2 separate regions of the Hordeum vulgare genome follow, and region 1 is linked to region 2. The links are chromatin contacts, called in public Hi-C maps. All regions are on one chromosome and are shown on one strand. The core of a region is the stretch at or near the end of the contact, and the rest is flanking DNA. Distances in the headings are between cores, read along the strand shown.

Region 1 (6,761 bases), core at 1,419-3,918, 120 kb after region 2:
TATCAGTGGCAGATAGGACTTGAGAGAATATTTCTCTTACCTTTAGCTCCTTGTGGGTTCGACACTCCATACTTATCACTTCCATCTTTCGAAATTGCTACGATGATTCCTTGCACTTGGGGATTATCAGTCAGTTGTGATGCGACAAGAAGCCGAAGGACTTCGGAAGTCCATGCAGAATTCAGATGCATACTTTCTCGCGTAACAACAAGCGATGGAGGATTTTAGCGTCAAATAAGAGAAAGCTAATAAGCTTGTTAAGCTTCTTGCCATCACGGTGGATAATCAGTATAACATTTCTTGAGCTCTTTTGAAGTTCTTTGCATTATGGTTTTGTTTTGTTGTCGTGTTTATTTGCTTTGGTGGCCAAATTTGACACGTAGTGTATGTAACATGCTCCTTTGTTGTTGCCTATATTTTCACTAGTGGCGAACTTCGATGCCTAGTGAATGTAATGTGTGTAATAGCCGTAGTAGCCTAGCGTTAGTTACTTGCTTATTTATTTTCTTATAGTCTTGTTTATTTATTTTCTTACAGTCACTAAAGTTCGTTTTCGTTGGTTTGATAGTGACCGTAATAACCATTGGCCACATACGAACCATGGTAACCATGGGCCTCCTACCTCTCGAGTGACCATGGGCCTCGTACGTGTTGTAGGATCCATGGGCCACTCATGGGCCAAACCGGTTATTCATGGGCCAAAATCAGACCGTAAAATGAGTCGTAAATGGGACAAAATCGGAACCTTCCATATGTGGGCCAAAACTATAATGGATCATCAGCACGCGGGAAGACAACACATGTTTAATTCTATCCACAAGCATAATGGGTCCTTAATGGGCCATAATACATGATGGGATGAAAACGGTCCAATGATTTACCGGTCTACAAATGGACCAACTGTAAGCACGGGCTGAATTAGGCCCACCAAGAGAACATGTGAGTAACAGACCACAAGGAATCAAGGGCCAAAAATGAGCCCAAGAAATTTTGGGTCCTTAGAAGGCCGAAAGATAACAGAGTCTGAAAGCGGCCCAACTAGTATGTGGTGTTAATGGGTCCGAAGCAATTCACTATTCATTATGGGCCGGAATCTTTACGGGCCATTAAAGGGCCCAGAGATTGAAAGGCGTGACATGGGTCGACAGAGGTCACGGGCCATACATGGGTCGAAAGTGACAATTTGTTAGAATTATATTCGATGGTCCGTCATGTTATAGGATTTATTTTAGTTGTATATATAGATCGTATATTCGTAGGGAAATCAAAAACTGGGCAATATTTCTAGCAAAATCAAAATAAGAACCACAATATTGTATTTCCACAGAATAAAGCATCTCCAACGTCCTAATTAACTCCACGTTCATCAAGAGCTCGGTAACAATCTTGCATTTTCACAGTATGCATTGAGGTGCCCGAGGTACATTCCAGAACCTCCAATATATTTTCATAGTAGGGAGCGCATTCTCAGTAGGGCTCGAACCACCCATCACGCACGATCTGGCATGCATATATGCATGGGATGATCAACGGGAAACTAAATAAATATCACTTGAAGCTAATTCACACATGCATGATACTCCCTCTATTTTCAAATATAAGTTTTTTTTAAAGATTTCACTTTGAACTGAACAAAATAAGTGAATTTACATTCTAAATATGTCTATATATATTTGTATGTAGTTCATAGTAGAATTTATACAAAGACTTATACTCCCTCCGTCCGGAAATACTTGTCCTAGAAGTAGATGTACCTAGACTTATCTTAGTTATAGATACATCCATTTTATACATTTCTAGGACAAGTATTTCCGGACGGAGGGAGTAATATTTATGAACGAAAGGAGTATAAGACCTTTGGAGATTTTACTATGGAATATATACGGATGTATATAGATATATTTTAAAGTACACATTTATTCACTTTGCTCGGTATCTAGTTCATAGTGAAATCTATAAAAGGTTTTATATTTAGAAACGAAGGGAGTAGTTGGATGAACGGTTAGCTAAAATTGATGTTCACACCCGCAATCCGTTTGAGAAACCACGCATCTAAAAGGATCAGACGGTAGAAAATGTAGAGGTAACTACCACTGGTGGTAGGATATATATCGCGCGACGGTGTGTGTATACATAGTCGAAATGCCAGGATCCTATAATATGCCAAAGCGTGACGCGGATGGAGCGATGTGCCCCCTAAAGCTAACCATGCATCGCCATGTCGTGGTGTCGCCATCCTGCTGCACTAGCTACTTAAACTCAAACTCACGGCTGATTACAGGTCGAGAAGGACGCAGAGCACAATGCAGGTGGCCGGTAGACAATCCTGTCTAGTTACTCGTTGCCTCTGGCGCCAATTACTTCGTGCAGGGCGCAAGACGTACGTGAAGATATATTAGTGGCGGTGTTTGGCCGGTGGAGCTGAGCTAGACGATGGAATCCAACTATTTTTTGAAAACCAACGTATCATCCACCAGCCGGATGGGCGTCCCGATGGATCGATCGGTTGCCATGGTCCTGGCCTGGGCTACTAGATCGCGGATCGAACTAATTAAAACTCAGCAGCTAATGATCGAAATAACTTGTGGTTGGATGTATCATGGATGGGAAATTGCATGGAACGAGCAGATCTGGAACGGGACCGGTCGATGCTCGAGGACCCCGGCCCAGGCGGGAGATCGATAGCCGCTTTGGTCCCTCCATATCTCGCTCGCGTGACGCACCCACGTCCACACAACCAAGGTGCAGCGGTACGTGCATGTATATGCTGCTGCTGTTGCGACGATCTTGTCCAAGTTGCAGCAAGGGGTGCGGTGGGGTTGTTGGTAGATCATCGTCGATTCATTCGATCGGATCGCACGTCCACGGGTGCCGGTCGCTCGCGAGCTTGAGCCTGAGCGTGAGTGAGCTCCAACCCGCTTTCCCATGCATGCAGATGCAGGCATGGCATGCAGCTCTCTGGTTGCACTTGTCGACCTACGTACAGGGGCGTACACGTGCGTTGCGTGCGCATGCAACAACGTACTCCCTCCGTTTCAAAATAAGTATTTTAAGCTTAATATAAATTTATACTAGAGCTAATACAAAGTTAAGACAGTTATTTTGAGACAGAGGGAGTAATTACTTCCGGAAAGGAAGGGAGTCTTTCGGTTATTTCAGTTACACAATGTGTCTAGCTAGCAAAACGTGATTCTAAATATGTTTTGCTCCGAAACTAATTAAGATCACTCTGCACCATGCAAGTTTACTCAAAATACGAAAATAGCATCCAACTGTTGCAGAAATGAGTAGATAATATCTTGTATTTCAAGGTCAACCAACGGCAAACTAGACATTATCAATCGTTGTATAGTAGCGTTATTGATACGGAAACACCAGGGTTTGAACAGAACATGTGTTGCATTTGTACTTCCGGGCCTTTTCGATCATTGGATAACACGAAGTACTACATGTAAACCTGAATACTAGCAGTGAAACAATACTTCTTTCCAGTCGACATCAACAGTTTTGCGTCTTGACCCGTACGTCAACAACAACAACCAGATCAAGTCCCTTTCAACCAAAATAAAAAAGAAATACTAGTAGTAGATGCAGTACCGTAAAAACTCCACAGGCAGGAGAGAAATTAAAATTCTATAAAAAAGCATTAGAGTTGGACATACGAATAGGTTCGCGTGCAATCACTGCCACACGTGTGTGCCTGGTGGTGGGTTGTGCATCACCTCAGTTGAAGGAAGGAAAAAAAAAACAAGCGCCACTATGAAACGTACCTGTCGTTTCACTCAACGTCGCACGTCATGTACGTACCCATCAACATATTTATTCTGTGCATGACAACTCCGCATTCTCCCTCGTCACCATCTCGTCACCACGCTCGTCATGCATGCAAGTAGGACGTTTACACAGCAATACACCCAGTATTTTTCTAATCAATTTTACTAGTTGGATTCAGAATTCAAAGCGAATAGTGATACGACACGCTGAGACATTACATATGGATCATGATGACCATGGATGCGAAGTCACTAGTGGAGAAAGGGGTATTAGAACCGGTTGGTAAGGGCCTTTGAACCCGGATACACATCCGGTGCTACGTATCCGGGACTAAAGGCCCCCCCCCCCTTTAGCATCGGTGTCTTACAAACCGGTGATAAAGGCCTCCACGTGGGCGCCGAAGAGTGCGCGCAGGCGGAGGACCTTTAGGACCGGTTGGTAACACCAACCGGTCCTAATGCTTTTTTTTTCTTTTTTTTTTCCTTTTCTTTTCAGGGTTTCCGATTCCGTATTTCGGTGTTTCCGTGTTCCGTATTTTCAGGGTTTTCGTTTACGTGTTTCCGGTTCCGTATTTCCGTTTACGTCTTTCCGATTCCGTGTTTCCGATTCCGTGTGTCCGTGTTCCGTTTTTTACGAACACGTAATCGGAAACACGTATCCGGAAACACCGATTCCGTGTTTGCGGTTAAGTGTTTCTCCGATTCCGTATTTGCGGTTAAATGTTGATGCACCAAATAAAAGTACATATATACATGTAACACGAAGTACTGGACCGATTATCATTACATAATTTGAAGTTCGTTTCCTATAGCTGTATACTTGCATAGAGAAGGGAGCTGGCTATTGGTTCATAGGATGGAAAAATTCTCCGCCTTCATCTATGACTTGCGTGAGGAGAAATCCTGCCAATTCTTCTGCAACTGCCTTGCAACGTTGGATTGGTCTTAGCATCGCCCGCTTTCGTTGCAGCTTTAAAAGAAGTAGATGAAAACAATTAAGTTGTGAACAAAACTAACATAATTGATGGCAACATAAATAAAGTTGTGAAGATCTGGTTACGTACCTCTAGATTTCTGGAAGTACGGGATTTCTCATTGATAATCCTGTGAATGTACTCGCAAACGTAGTATCCACAATAATCAGTGCCCTGTGGTTGTTGCGGGACGCCCTATATACGAGAACATAATTCGGTCAAATTAATAATAATCAAGAGAATGGTAATGGTATTGAAACCAGGGTACGTAGTACTACTTACTTTGTTAATCTGAAAGTGGAGCTTGTCTACCCATGTACCGGGTTCTTCCTTGATGGACATTTGCCAAACCCTGGCCGACAAAGAAAAATGAATACAAGAGTTAATTATTACTTACTTGATATCAGGAAATGAACGAAAAAGAGGCCGATGAACGAAAGAGGCCTATATATATATACCTTTGAAGCATCTGACGCGCGCTCTTCCATTTGTCAGCGTCCCAGGTTAACGGGTCCCAGACTTCAACCACTCCTTGATCGATTCTAATGATGAACAATATGAAGTGGGACCTGCGCACGTGTACACACGCAGTCATGCATACTCATCAATTACACTTAACATCAGGTAAGCAAAATGGAATGTGTACAAGACAGTAACACTCACTTGAATCCGTAGGGCCAAAGTATTTCTTTTTTGGTACTTTGTCGCTTCAAAAACCTTAGCAAATCATCCGGTGTATCCTTGTTGAACTTTTCTATTGTCTCTTGATGAAACGAATACGGGTCAATGAACCCAAAGTCCCAGATTCCTGCCAGCTTGCATTCACGAATCTTCATTCTGCATAGTAGCGTACAAAAAGAATGTCTCGTGAGTGATAATTATACGGGCAATGAACGCGAGCTTAACTAAATAATTAAGTTACACAAATAAAACACTTACAAACAGTAGCAGCTGACGATAGCTTTGTCGAGGGCACGTTGATTGTACATCTCGAAAAAATCATCGAACCCAACCTCCACACCGTACTCTCCGAAGTAGTGTTGATCCTGAACTGCCGCCATGATACAGTCTCTCTTTTGCCTTGCGGCCTCCAAGTACCAACCATGTAAATTCCATAGTTGGGTTGTTAGAGCACTAGGATTTTCGACCAGAGGCTGCTCGGGCTTATATTTATATACCACATCAGCAATAGCGTAACCTACGTCGCCCATGCGTGGACCGGACACTGAAGCCTGGTCAGATAACACCTTGAGCGGGGCAATTGACTGTGCTTCTTGTTGTCCGAGATGGGGAACTTGTTTCCCGCATTTCGTCTGCTCCGTCTGCTTCATCTGCTCCGCCTGCTTCATCTGTGCGGTGTGCATCTTTTCAATGAACCGTTCATAGTCTGAAAGGGGCGGCGATGGCGGCGGTTCAGGATAATATAAGTTGTCGATGGTGCGCTCAATTTTCCACTTTGGTACGTTCTTCAGAGTTTCCTTCCAGATGTCTGGAGGGGGCTTCAGGGGAAACCGTGCGAACCATGCTTTGTTTTTGGCTTTCACGGCCTCGTCTAGTTCCTCCAGAGTCATCAGGCCTGGTAACTTCGGGGGAGTCTTGACTTTATTGGGTTTCCTTTCTCTCTTCTTGGGAGGAGTCCCGTTTCTTCTGAACTGCAGCTTCCGCTTTGCCGTACCCGTAGTGCGCGCATCCGTCGGCTCACTGGAGTGCACGGGCGATGGACACTCGGCCTCGGGCTCCCTATATTCGTTGTGGGGTGGACTTGGAGGTGCGTTGGGGGGTGGACTTGGAGGTCGTGCATTCTCTGTACGAAAGTGAAAAAACTATTAAAAATAGGCTTACATGTGGTGCAACATTCAGTAATTGTTGGAGGTGGTGCATAATTGTACCTGGAGGAGTCGGTGGCCTTGGCGCCGCGTTAGGAAACACAATGTGTTTCTTCTTCCACAAGATGATACCAAGCTCCATTTCTCCCAATGTCTTCTCGCCTTCACCTCCAGGAATATCAAGCTCA
Region 2 (6,226 bases), core at 675-3,174:
GGGAAAACAATGCATCTTGGCAGTAACAAAAATAAATAAAGAAGTCCACCATAACACAAAAGACCGGGGAGGGGGGGGAAGAAGAATAAAATGCAAAATGCTACATGAGCGGATGTTAATCGTGCATGTATAAATACCTCTGATTCGTCTTCCAATCCGAGCTTGTTAGCCAGGTACTTGATCAACAATCTAACTGTCACCCTCCCATCTCTGAAAATTATCAAAAATGCAAGGAAATAGTTTGTTAAATTCTCATATTTTCCACGCTGCAGCAGTAACCACAAATTAACGACATTATATCGGAAGCGTGTTTTTGCGATGAATACATCTGATAGCCTCGCAGATTTGGAGGCGCATGCATAGAGAATATGCAAATGCAGGATGAGAGACGACTAATTCAAGCAACATAATAAGATTACAAGGAAAGGAAAAGAGAGAAGAGGTATTACTTACTTGATTCTTAAGTAGCTTCTTGGAATCTGAGGCAAGAACGGCTCCCTCCCTCTGCACAAATCAAGAGGCCAAAAACCAAAAGTCAATAAACACCGACAATTAGTCTTCCTAGCAAAGCAACACGAATCGATCGAAGCAATAAGGATCTAGGAGTCTTAAGAACATGCAGATGAAGAAGGCGCTGCATTTTGCAGGAATTGATGGTTCCAGGACTAATCAACTGGCATGCAGCGAGTGAAAGATGTACTCCTAGGGATGAGGCGGCCGGAGTAAGCAGCGATGAGCACATGGAATGCTCGCGTTAGCCAGCAGTGCAGTCGCAGAGGGTGGTAGGACGACGTGTATGCACTCACTGGTGGGGCGCGGCCTGGAAGACGAACCAGACGCCGGCGTTGGCGGTGGCCGCCGGTGGAGGCAGCACAACCCTGGTGGTGTCGAAGCCGGAGGGCCCCGCGGCCGGCGAGCCAGGCCCGTAGAGCCCGCGGTGTCCGAACGGGAGAAGCAGCTGCGGTTGTTGCGCCGCGTGGCTCCAAGGCGGCAGCCAAGGTGGCCCAGCGCGCGGCACGGACATTTGTAACGACGCCTGCGGAATGCCGGGCATGGCGGGGCGCAGGAAGGCCCCCGGCGGCATGCCCATGCCCTGGAGCAGCTCCTGCCGCGGCCCCGCCGTCCCCGCAAAGAGATCGATCTCGGGAGCTGTGGCACCGGGGTCCGGGGACGCCGGACCGAGGCCGAGGCGCAGCCAGTCCCCTCCCCCGGCGCCGCCGCCCCCGTTGCTGCTGCTGCCGCCGCTGCTGCTGCCGCTTGTGCCGGGGGGGTGGGGCTGCTGCTGCGGCGGCGGAGGCAACACCGCAAGCGCCTCCCCGTGGCGCTCCTCCTGGTGCACTTGCTGCCTCTCCTGCGGCGGCGGCGGCTTTGTCGGGTCCTGGTTAATGGGCTCCTGTGCCATGTGGTGGCTGGGCGTCGGCGGCTGTGCCGTCAGAGCGTTGACGCCGGCGGCGACGTCGCGGATGAAAGGCGTGCCATGCGCGTCGCGGAGGAGCTGCAGGTTCCGAGCCGGGACCATCCGGGCCGCCGCCGGTTCATTCCATCCACCCGGCCGGCCCGGCCCGGCACAGCGCCACCCCCTCTCCTCTCGCTAGAACGTCGGAGAGACCGAGACGCGCGCGAGGCACAGACGACTTGGGCACGCGCGGGACACGTACGTACCTTGGGCCAAAAGATCGGAGGAAGAAGATGACGAAGATAAAAAGAGAGAGAGAGAGAGAGCGAGAGAGAGAGAGAGAGTATTAGGTAGGCACGCGAGGAGAAGTAGCTAGAGGAGGAGGAGGAGGAGGAGGAGGAGCCGTAGCAGCATGGCACGGAGGCAGCAGAAAGAAAGAGGGGGCGGAGAGGGAGACCTCGGTCGATCGGAGATCAAATAGTAGTAGTTTCCAAGGGGGTAAAGAGATAGAGGGAGAGAGAAAGGGGCCGCTCCTCTCTCTCTCTCTCTCTCTTCTCATCCTTTTTAACTTTTGAGTCCTCGCAGTGAGTCGCAGGGACAAAAAGAACAGAAGCTGCAGATATTTAACCGCGGGTTTGCCTACGCGAATTGCCCCCTCGTCCAGGGGCTCCTTTGGAAGAAAGAGCGGTCGTGAGCTGCGGGTCCCGCGCGGCATGCCATGATTTTTACCCTACCTACAGCGCTAAACAATGCGCTGCGTGACTGACATGCAACGGCTGCCGCCCGCCCGGCCTAAAGCTCCGCTGGTCAACAAGGCTTCTGCATGTCCACGCACGGCGGCACGTCCAAAACTAGCCAAGCATTGCGAGCGTAAGCACACTCGAATAAAATGCCCAAACGACCATACTAACGTTTTTGTAATGTACTTTCTTCGTAAAGAAATATAAAAACGTTTAGATCACTAAAGTATTAATATAAACGTTCTTATATTTATTTACAGAGGTAGTACTTTATACGGAATCATATGTTCTTTTACAATAGTTATTACTATTCCTTCTTATATTATGAGAACGGAGAGGGTATTACGTTATCTAGCAGCTTTATTTTTACCTCGCTTATCTCATTTAACAGATGTTTTCATCAGATTTTCTCAGTTCTAAAGTTCTGTGAGCGCCCTAACCAGCAGGACCTGACTTCACATCCACGTGAATGCCACGTCCAAGGACTTTCTCCTTGTCTTCCGCAAAAAAAAAGGACTTTCTCCTTGTGATTTTCTCACAACCAACAGATTTTTTTATCACAACCTTAGAATATCTGGGTGCAAATAATTATACTAGTGAGTATTCATGTATCATATTTATTTTAGTGAAATTTGAATTGAGGAATATTCAGAGCCTCACTTCAAATAAAGGGCTAAGACCCAAAAATTGCAGCCAATATTTTCAAAATGTCTATTTTTAGTTTTCATAATTTTGGCAATAGTTAATATGTAAACCGATTTTTTTGAACTTTTAAAAGGATTTTTTTGGACTTTGGATTTAAATCACTATTGTATTTGAGTTGGATTTATTTCTATTATAAAAAAGTAAAGTCCAAATATTCTGAAAGTTTGTAAGTAGCATTGGATTGGTTTCCTGATTTCACATCAAAATTTACATGAAGTTTATAAAATGATTTGGTTTTCAAATCAAATCAAACAAATAAAAGAAAACATAAAATAAACAGAAAGAAAGAAACCTACATGGACCTTACCTCGCATAAGAGGCCAATCCCACAGTGGTTGAGCCGTTTTCTTTGTGTGAGGAGGACATACAAGTGCGCGGCGAGCTTGTCGACGATGCCTTGCCACCTCCTGCTTCAAACACGCCTTCCCAGCCCCTTTAGACTTGCCACAAAAAGACGCCTCGGAGCCGTTTGAATAGTTTCTCTCCCTCTTGTTCACTCTCTCCTCTCCTCGCTCCCTCCCCCGCAACTATCCGAGCCACCCACAAAGCGTTGCTTGCCGTCGTCACGTTCTCCGTCATTTCCGCGCACATTTCTCGTGCCCAACGCCACCGTCGTCTCACGCAGCTCCTCTACACATATGCGCGCAAGTCGGGACGCTCCACATCGCCCCCATCTTCGGCCGGTGAGCTTCACGACCATCTATTATTCATCGTCTGAACCCCCCAACATTGCCGAGGTGCTCTCCCAACTCGCCATGAGCAGCCGCACCTTTTCTGTGACAGCCCGAGACCGACGTTCGAGAAGATTCCCCTTTATTTCCGTTTTCGTCGTGTGGTTATTTTTATTTGTCGCATCATCATCGTATCATGCGCACCATCAGCATTGCATCGGCGTTCCGTTGCCGCCAGTTTTCAAAACTTGCATCCGTTGTCAGTTGCCGGTTCTAGTCGTTGTTCGCTGTGAGCCCGACCGCACTCGCACGCGCCCGCGGCATCGTCGAAACCCTGTTTTAAAAGTGTGCGTAAAACTTTCTCTTATCGGGTTGAGATTTGACGTGCGGTCTTATTTTAATATAGGTAGGCCGCCTATCAAGTTTCGTCGCAATCGGAGTCCGTCTGGTACCCGAACGGTCGACCGTAGCGGCACCGTATTCGGTCTATCGTCAGACGTGTCCCGGTGTTTTAAATCTTGTTGCCGCGTCGCTCGTTTTCCCATCGTCTCCGGTTATCTACTCTACACAGCCACTCGTCCGTCCCGCGTTCGGAATTACACGAATCCGACCGCACGGTTGGATCCGGAATGGAATTCCGCTTAACCTAGCCCCCTTTGCCTATAAATAGACCCTCATGCCATTATTTTAGAGAGCCCCCTCCCCTGCCTCGAAAATCGTGCCTAACCCTAATCCCCTCACACACTCTCTCTACTCCCACCAGCCTCAGCCACCGCGGGCCTGCCGAGCCCAGATCGGGCCCGGGGAGGCCCATCCGTGCGCCGCCACCGTTCAGCCCCACAGCCCGAGCCCCTCCTCCCGAGGCAGCAGCCTCGCTGCCAGCCCCGATCCGGAGCCCCGCTCCCGAGCGTCGCCGCCGCCAGATCAGGCCGCCGCCTCATGCCTCCTGTCGGTCCCACCACCCCGATCTCTTGCGCTCCGCCGCATGGATCCCGCGCTGCGCCCCGCCGGATCCCGGAGCCCCGCCGCCGGAATCCCCGCTCCGCCGCCTGTTCCGTTCCCCGTCGCTTGCGGTTGCCGCGTCGCCGGCCGATGGAGCGCCGCCGTCGTGGATCCCGAGGAGGGCGACGGTGTGCCCGCGCGGCCAACCCCCCTCGGCTGGGCCGCGAGCCGGCCCAGCTCCAGCGCCAGCAGCCGCGAGATCGCCCTAGGCCTCGGCCTGCCTTCCCCCGCCGACATGGGCCGAGCCCATCAGGTGTATCCCCCCCTTGCCTGCCTATTTTGCTCACTAGGCGTCGGATAGTGATATGCACCCCCTGTTAGGCCCGTTAGTAAATTAGGAATTTTCAGGATTAATTAAATTCTAGAAAATAGCCGAATATTAGAATGCCCGTATCTTTTAATCCGTAAATCGGATCGCGACATGTAGCATATGGGTTTCGTGTAGTTTTGCGTGTAGATTACATTGGTGCAACTTGCTTATTTGTTTGATTTAGTTTAGCGTGCCTAATGCCTAGTTTTGCGTGCTGTCTCGATAGGTTTATTACCCGTAGTTATTTTTCGCGTGTGTCCGGGTTGCTCGTATGCCATAGATAAAATGTCCATGTTTTAGGAACCCCTTTTCCATGTATTTTAGAACGGTCATTGGTATTTTTGCGTGTAGGGATTTGCCGCTAGTTTATTTTCCGTGCTTAGGACGTTATCTCGCATTTACCTGTGGCAATATTTTTGAGTTGCAACCCCACATGTTTTATATGTTTTCGGGGTAGAAAAATCCTAGGATTTTTCTGTGCAATTAGTTTTAGCTTTTGAGCAAGTTAGTTCGCGCGATATTTTGCCATGTTGCCCTCTTGTCTATTTCATAGGATTTATTCCGTGCTTCGTTTGATTAAGTTGTCATCTAGGGAGTTGTTCTTGGGTGTTTAGACTAGCCCCTGGTAATTTTGGTTGCAATAGAAATACATGTTTAGGTGTGGTTTGCTTGCTCTCAAGGTGCTAGAAATAGTGCTGATTTGGAGGTGCTGAAATATTTCTAAGTCTGGAATCTATTATATTTTGTTGCTGTCTTGTTTTGCTTCTATCTTGTGATCTGTAGTTCTTTTGAGGTTGGTGTAATGGAGTTAGTTGTAGACTTTGTGTTTCTCTAGCATGCTGTGAATTTTCATGCCATTTGGAGTCCTGTAGCTATTGGTTTTGCTGCTGTTAATATGGCTTCAGATCGAAAACTGCACTTTCATGAAGTGTAATTTTCACTAAGTCTTAAATAGTGTGTGAGATGCCGTTTTGTGACTTCTTTTCCTAGTGATGCATGATGCCATGCTAGTTGTTGTTAGTTGTTTGTTGTAGTGCTTTTTTCCCTCTTTCGTGTCATGCCTTGATTGAGTAGATTGGAGTTGTGTAGCTCGTAGTTGTGGGCTGAAGAAAGTGCAATGTGGCTGATTTTGGCAGATCGTGGTGTTTTCTTGTTTTAATCGTAGCTTTTGATCCGTAGCTCCGTTTTGATCGTGTCCTATATGAAACTTGCTTAGAATCTCGTGTAGTTTCATTTTCTCTTGCTGGTTGTGTGTTTTGAAGTGCTCGTGGCCGTCGTTGCACACATATTGCATTCATGCCATCATATCTTGCGGTGCTTGTATCATTTGAACCGTAGCTCCGTTAGAGTTGTTCTCTATGTGTAAATTGCTTGTAACAACGCGCAGAATCACGTGAACTTA

The links. A called contact is a pair of places that touch in the nucleus more often than the background predicts.
Region 1: a Hi-C map of leaf shows a contact between it and region 2, with 5 times the contacts expected there. The contact joins the enhancer-like site here to the promoter of LOC123426573 in region 2. A contact is called at or near these places in 3 of 6 Hi-C or Micro-C datasets (leaf and seedling).

The regions. Positions count from the first base shown.
Region 1 is chr2H:441,753,188-441,759,948 of MorexV3_pseudomolecules_assembly, forward strand. No RefSeq gene overlaps it. Among protein-coding and RNA genes, the nearest start is that of LOC123426573, 120 kb to the left of the region's middle. Within about 2 kb of position 2,669, at least 3 of the 3 cell types and tissues checked have open chromatin away from gene starts, as enhancers often do. A contact at or near this core is called in leaf and seedling, where this site is marked.
Region 2 is chr2H:441,630,168-441,636,393 of MorexV3_pseudomolecules_assembly, forward strand. LOC123426573 (protein LAX PANICLE 2-like) reads right to left here and starts at 1,925. Exons shown (of 4, transcript XM_045110433.1): 1 at 807-1,925; 2 at 454-504; 3 at 138-210. The coding sequence starts at 1,519.